2 separate regions of the Gossypium hirsutum genome follow, and region 1 is linked to region 2. Evidence: chromatin contacts called from public Hi-C data. All regions are on one chromosome and are shown on one strand. Each heading gives the region's core, a stretch centred on a gene start, on an enhancer-like site or on the middle of the called end of the contact. The rest is flanking DNA. Distances are from core to core; before and after follow the strand shown. Region 1 holds the start of LOC107945928 (external alternative NAD(P)H-ubiquinone oxidoreductase B2, mitochondrial). Region 2 holds the start of LOC107945873 (secretory carrier-associated membrane protein 3).

Region 1 (3,930 bases), core at 527-3,026, 170 kb before region 2:
TCATAGTCTACCGCAAACACTTCTTCCCCCTTTGAATGGCTGTCTATAGTAGCGCGACAGTAAATTTTCTTATTATTGGGATCTATTTTTACGCATTCAGCTTCAGAGTAACTGATGTTCACATTTTTCTGCTCAAGCATGAAACAGGAAACCATCATCAGAATTCATTTAGAATTGGTTTTTTCTGATTTCCACAATATACAAGATCTTATTTTCATTGACAAATCCACATTACCTTTCTGATGATGTTGCGAATTGGCTCAACAATGCTGCGGGCTTCTACTTTGCCACATGTAACACTTGGTAGCAATGGGGTGAACACAAAGAAATTACGAGGAGAAACAACCTGCACCTCAAAATTAGTGTTATTCAGGCTCTTCAGGAAACTCATTCCTCCCCAACCAGTTCCAAGCAGCACCACCTTCTTTTTCTTGGGAACTTGTTCAGATGAAGCAATTCGACGGTCATCATTAGATGCCACCGCATCAGCATGAGCAATATGGCCCTTACTGCCATTGAATGCGTTTGCTTCAGCATAAGCTATAAGGCTCCCACCACTGCACCAAAAAAATGCAATAGACTTAGAGCTGAAGGAGAATGCTTAATGGAAAGTTTCAAACATACAGTTCGTTTTTAACTAATCTTGAGAAATTAATAAATTACGCACTCAAGCTCCTAAACTTTGCAGATACATTCAAACAGGACAAATTTTTAGATCTTTTCCCATTTCCTTTACAATTTTAAAGAAGCAAATAAAGCTTCAATTTTCCTAGCGTGCATAATTCACTGACACCGGCCTTTAGGCAGAGATGACAGTTCTCTTCCTCCCTATAATTCAAAACATATTTGCTCTGTTCTTCAGACTTCTGACAGAGCATTTCAATATTCCAAATTTCAGCTCAAAATCTCAAAAAAAAAAAACATCATTCATCAGATGGGCCTAAAAACAATCGCCTATCTAAATGCAGAGAGAATCTACAAACAAAAAACAGCATGAACCACAAATCAATATTAAGAAACTAAATCTATGATAATAAAAAAATAGAAACACAAAGAGGCACTCAGGTCATGCTTAACAACTTCATAGAACCAAAAAGCAAATAAAATATTTGTATATAAAGTTATAAACACAAGAAAAATGCTTAAAAAATGGGGGAAAAAAAGAAAGAAAGAAGGAATGAAAAAAGCACCTGATAGTAGAGACGACGATGACCTTAGAAAGAGAAGGATAATCATTAAAAGCCCTGGATAGTCTCCCGAAGAAGTTGAAGTTCCTCATCTTGGTGCTCTGTAGATCTGTTCTTTTACTTGTTTAGCCTATATGAACCAAGAAAACTGGAGGAAAATCACAGAGAAAGCGGTTACGTATTAAAAATACAAAAAGGCAGAAGAAGAAAAAAAAAGAAAAAGAGTAGATGAGAAACGCGAGGTTCGTGGCGTTGTCACACGATGGTTCCAGGTCTTTACTACCTCGCTTTCTTTTTCAATGACTTGGAGAGCAAGGCAGAGGCGGCAATGTGCTACTATATTTATGGAATCATTATTATATAATTTTTGGTCAAAATATTTTAATGAATTAAATATTAAATAGTATCTGGATCCTTAATTGCGCCGCCGTCACTACATTATGACCGCTACGTCTCTGTGAAAAACCTGTGTCCGTTGGATCCATCAATCCTCGGAATTTATTTTTTCTTATTCTCTTTCTTTAATTTAAGAGATTTTTCAATGATTCATGTTTTTTTCTTGGATAGACCGTTGAACCTAATTAGGGTTTTGAACCCCACCCCCCCCCCAAAAAAAAATTACAAATCATATGTAATATATTGATTTCCTTTTAACAATCAATTCTTTTTATAAAACAATAAAGGGTATTTTTGTCATTTAAAATAATGTAAAATTTTAAAAAATATGAATTTGAATTTAAAATACAGTAATTTTCTTTGTCTTTATTATTTCATTAAAAGCTTCATTTTATTTTAGAATTAATTATTTATATATAAAATTTTATTCACTCAAATCATAATCTTGTTATTCTAAAAGTTTTATTTTATTAAAAATTCAAAATTTAAAATTTAAAATTTAAAATTTAAAATTCTAATTAATTAAATTTTTTATATTGGCTGTCTAAAAAAACTCTTATATTGACATTTTAAAAATTCATGATAATGACATATACTAAAAAAACAAATTAATTAGAATTTTAAATTTTTAATAAAAATTAAAATTTAATCTTTGAACCATAAATAAAACGTGTTAAATATCAAGAAATAAAAAATATTTTAATAATCACTGAAATCAAAATAAAATAAAATCATGAAGCCTTCCTAAAATTAAAGGCGGGAAAAAAAAAGAAAGAAAGAAAGGCAGGCGTAATATTGGAAGAGAAAAGTACATATACAGAATGAGCATATAAAGGACAGGCTGTTAATTGCAGAATGTTAGGTGGTCAAATAGAAGGTGGTAATAAAGTCGGCAATTAGCATGCTTTACGTCATTGTTTTGTACACACACCACAAACATTGCTGACAACCTCCATGTTTTCCTTTGCCGCAAAGCATATTTTTCATGTTCTCTTTTGGTAATCAATAAGCGGTCCATAATTTATGGAATCCAATTTATTTTTTTTAAAAGTAAATAATATAAATAATGTATGGTGGCCACTCTTAAAATATCAACATTAACATACTAAAATCAATATAAGTATCAAATGTTTTAAATATGGATTTTAACCTGTCAATGGATTCATATTCATGTTCAAATTCTAATTTATATTATTTTTAATTCATTTTTATATTGTGAGCCAATTAAATTATAAAAATTAAAACAACTTATTTTAGTTATATATGTTGGGAAGAAACCGAACAACCGAAACAAAGCGAAAGCACAACCGGTGTTCTTTCTCTCCTTATAACTCCTGTAAAAATTATGGCAAGCACAATAGCACAAGATATGTTCTCTAGCAACCTTAATCAACCACAAATCAACTAATGCAACCACAACAAAAAAAATAGAGACACCGATATTTTTACGTGGAAAACCCCTCTAAATTAAGGGTAAAAACCACGGGACTTTAGAGTCCGATAAAGAGCTCAACTATCATCAAATGTTCAACTACAAGATCACAATATCAAGCCTACAACAAGCATTCAACACCGACAAGGCTAACAACATGTAATCTTTAGCAAAAGAGAGAAAAATGAGAGAACATCACCAAAAACGTAGCTGCTGAAAAATGGGTATTTCCGACGCTACAAGACTCGGATGAAAAATCCGACCGTACAAAGTCAAGAACACCTTATCACCTAGCTGCTGTCCAAAAATCAGCTCAATCGAACCACGGATGGACCTTCGATCGAAGAGTTGATCACTGCTGCACCAAGCTTGAAAATCTGATTTTTTTCTATTCTCTCTCTCTATTTTTTCTTTAGCTCTCTGCAGAAAAATTTCTGTCCACTCCCGTTAATAAGCCAAAAAATTGGCTTTTGACAAAACCAAAAGAAAAAGGAAGGCAAAACATTTGTGCCAGAAAATATGGGTTTCCCACATAGTGGGACCCATACCCAACAAATCTCCCCCTCCAACTATGTGGGGAATGCCTCCATGCCGGAGGTCAAACAACATGCTTCAAACTTTCCTCTTGGTAAGGCCTTCGTCAACATATCAGCACCATTATCATTAGTGTGTATCTTCTCAAGCTCTAACAGCTTAGCTTCAAGAACATCTCGTATCCAATGGTACCTCACATCAATATGCTTAGATCTAGCATGAAAAGTTGAGTTCTTACCAAGATGAATAGCACTCTGGCTATCACAGTACAGGACATACTTCTCCTGAGTAAAACCAAGCTCATGCACAAACTTCTTCATCCAAAGCATCTCCTTACACGCTTCGGTTGCTGCAATGAACTCTGATTCGGTGGTGGACAAT
Region 2 (3,949 bases), core at 577-3,076:
TTTTCTATGTGAATAGTCAAATTATAAAAAAGTAATGAAAGGTACCTCTTGCTGCTGCCTCTTCTTTCCGTCTCACTTCCTGCATCGAATAAGCTTATCAGTAAATATTGTGGGATAAAATCATTTATAATGTGTCGGCGGGAAACAAAAATAAATCTATGATTCTGTAGATTAAGAATGAACTCTTAAGTTATAAAATTTCTTCCACAATATACCTGCTCCCGCCTTCTCAGTTCAGCCTCCTTAGCCTGAAGTTCCTTCTCCTTCTTCTTCAAATCCTAGATTTAAACAGAAAAACCAGAACAGGGAGATCAAATGCTTAAAAAACTATTGGAAAAGGCATTTAGAGACTGGTCTTCACTCTTCACTAACCTGATAACTTGATCCTCCTGAAGCTGTATCAAGAGGGATGTCAATTGTTGCCTCATGACCATAATTGAAACCAGCAGGTTCAGGAGGTAGTGGTGAAAGTCTTGAGTTTGATGCAGGTGGAGCACTTGGAACATTCTGAAAATTTATTGATAATAGGCGTTCAAGAAGCAAGTATTATTACAAGGCAAAAGGTCCAGTTTACTGATGTTTAGAAGCAATACTAAAAGGTCAAATTAGACATGACGGAATCATGACAATATAGCCACAAGCAACCTATTTTTTCAGAACTTTGATATATGCAAGCTAGCTCAAACTATCAGCATCAGAAAAAGAAGTAAGTTTCTAGGTTAATCACTAAGATTTTACTATAGAATTCCTAGCAAATTAGCAAAAGATATGGAATTTCAGTGTGATCAAGAGATTAAATAGTGGTAGTTTAGCACAACATCATCACCTCAAGTTATGGTTTTACATAGCATAAGTTACCTAGGATCCATGTACGTAAACAAGCAAAGCCACAGCTAAATTTCACATCTCACATCCATTCTAGTCGGAAATATGTCCTAAGACAGTAGCCATTTTAACATCGAACACTAAGTTCTGAATTAAATATTCCCTTGAAACTTTATAAACAGGGATTTAGTTACCTTTGAAAATAGACCTCCACCAAATTTAGACTGGCCAGATGCCTTCCCTCTCACAGCTGGATCCTGGTAGAAATTATTCAAAAGAAAAAAATCATAATAAAACTGATGTCTGCTAGCATCCGTAAACTAACTTAGAATTGACAGATAATACACCCAGCAAGGCATCATAGTCTTCATCTCTAGGATTATATAAGTTTGCTACTTCGTTAAATGCATGTTCGGTGACAAGAAAACATGAAGTCAATGAAAGGAGCACACAACAACCAAGTAAAATACTTCCCATAACCGATTTCAACCAAGAATTTCAGATCAAACTGAAACCCAACAAAGCAATCAGGGAGTTAAAAACAAGTCAACCTATAATCTGCTAAAGAGCTGGCTATGGCTACCATAAACTGAACTGCATGAACCCAACCCAAAACATCATCAAATAACAGAAACAAAGAAAGAGAGAGAAAAGAGAAACTGACCGAGAAAGGATTAACTTCTTCTTCTCCTTCTTCAGCGAACGGGTTTTCATCGAAACGACCAGCCATCACCTTTTTAAGTTTTTTTTTTCTTTTTTGATCTATATAAACCTTATAACAATAAATTAAAACTGAAAATGGGAGAATAATACAAGGAAGATGAAAACTAGAGAGGAGAAAAAGAAGAAGAAGCTTGGAGGAGAAGAGAATGGAAAAACTGAAAGGTCAAAGGAAATTTGGGGTCATGAATGAAGTTCTAGAGAGAGAAAACGTGGTTTCCCTTGGGAAGAAGAGGTAGAGATAGAGAGGGGGAATGAGAAGTTGGACTTTTCGGTTAACAGTCAGTTTTGTTGAATATAATAAATATATTGTGACGAAACAGCGGGAAAAAACATTATTCTCTATTTGGTTAAGTATATTTTATTAAATTAATTTTCAAGTGTGTAAATACAGAAAATTAGAAGTGTAGATAACATAATTTTTCTTTTTCATATGCGTGCATGATGGGAGAGATGGAAAATTTGAAAGAAAATTACTTTTAATTTTTCTCCCTTTTTTGACATAAGTGAAAAATAGATTTATTTTTTATTTCATTATTTTTATATATTAGTATAAAACACGATATCACTTTTATTTGTTTTCTTTTCACTTTTCTTCTTAATCGAACGCACTATTTTTTTTTTCCTTTCATTCTTCTCATCTAATAGACAATTAAATCAGGTTTGAGAGCATATGGAAATATTTTGGTTTTTGACAAAATGAAATTATTAGTTATTAGAATAATTTTTAAAAATTCTAATATATTTTTAGTGTATTTTTTTAAAAAATTTATTAAACTCTATTAAATGCTAAATTTCTTTAAATGAATTTAAGTTTCAAGGATATATTTCAAAATAAGGCTTCAACCATAAAATGATAAAATCAATATTTACTATTATTTAAGTATTTTATTAAGTTGTCGTTGAGTCTCAGCTCGATTGACATGTGTATTGTCGTAACATAGGAGCACGTGAATGAAGTAAATTATTCTCCTATTTATAGGCTGGGAAGGGGTTACGGGTAGTTTCAAAAATTATATTAAAAAAAAGCATATATAATCAGAACCAATATTTTATTAAGTTAGTGTTACACTTGATTGGGTCATCAACTCAATTATAAAATTATAAAAATACTCATGTTTTTAGATTATAATTAATATTATTATGATAACATTTTTTTCACACATTTATATAGTTTTTAAATAAAAAAATTATAAATTCAAAGCTTAAATACACATTAAATAATATTAAAATATAAATTTATTACCACTTCACTTTTATTCAAATAAATTTTAAAAATAATTTGAAATTTTAGTTTAATATAAAATATTGAGTCCACACTAATATTAAATTTGATTCTTAATCGAAAAGGCTCTTCTAAAATAGGTATTTGTTAGAAACATTTGAAGGAGTGGATTTGGCAAAAATCTGCCAACCCCATCCAAAGTCACTTTCATCTCTAACAACCACCCATAAAATATTTCAATAAAAAATTATGTATGAATTCAAAATTATTTATTATTTGCACTAATATTTAGAATAAAATTAAATAAGATTTAAATATGAAAATAAAACTCATATTCATATATTAATTTTCTTTAAATTAATCTATTTATATTTTTAATTAAAAAGCATGAAACACCTACCTCATTTTTAGTTTTTTTTTAATAAGTAAATATAAATTTAGTATAATTTGTAATTTTATCTAAGCCGTCAATTTAATTATAAAATTACAAAAATGCTCATTGTTTAGTAATGTAATACAATTCAAAAAATTTTGACTATCAAAATAATCTTAAAAAAACATAAACAATCAATTTTCGGGTTTTTTTTACATGAATAATACAAAAAATTTAATTATGGAAACGAGACATGTTGTAGATTATTTGACTAAATTAACAATATATGTCATTTTTTTTATTTGGCCTTTTAGGCTTTTTTTTAAAAAAAATTAGGGAAATAGGTCAATTTTAGAGATAGAAAGGGAAGTCACGTCCAGCTGAGCGCACTTTCCTCCTCTGTCCTAGGGTTAAAGTGTAACACCCACAACCCATTTCCATTGCCAGAATAGGGTTACGGAGTATTACTATACATATCAGAACTTTTCATATCAATTGTCATCTAATTATAAAATAAATTTCATAAATACATATATGATTCATAATGAAATAGAACATACATTTACGACTTTAAATCGAGCCTTCGAAGCCCTAAAAATAGGTTAGGAACATTCAAGGACCAAATCAGAACATTCAGGGAAAAATTGAAATTTTTCATTATAAGGCTCACACGGCCGTGTGTCTAGCCTACACGCTCATGTGCTCAACAGTGTGCTCACCCATGTAACTCACTAACTTGGGCGACATGCTCGTGTCTTAGCTCGTGTGCCAGCTCATGTGAACCATGCATCTAACACGCTCAAGGC

What was found. A called contact is a pair of places that touch in the nucleus more often than the background predicts.
Region 1: a contact with region 2 is called in a Hi-C map of leaf, with 2.9 times the contacts expected there. The contact joins the promoter of LOC107945928 here to the promoter of LOC107945873 in region 2. A contact is called at or near these places in 2 of 34 Hi-C or Micro-C datasets (both in leaf).

What each region holds. Positions count from the first base shown.
Region 1 is chrA06:91,849,402-91,853,331 of Gossypium_hirsutum_v2.1, reverse strand. It overlaps LOC107945928 (external alternative NAD(P)H-ubiquinone oxidoreductase B2, mitochondrial), which reads right to left and starts at 1,776. Exons shown (of 11, transcript XM_041115686.1): 1 at 1,471-1,776; 2 at 1,191-1,335; 3 at 236-557; 4 at 1-128. The coding sequence starts at 1,279.
Region 2 is chrA06:91,677,444-91,681,392 of Gossypium_hirsutum_v2.1, reverse strand. LOC107945873 (secretory carrier-associated membrane protein 3) reads right to left here and starts at 1,826. Exons shown (of 13, transcript XM_016880030.2): 1 at 1,490-1,826; 2 at 1,020-1,082; 3 at 373-507; 4 at 216-278; 5 at 46-79. The coding sequence starts at 1,555.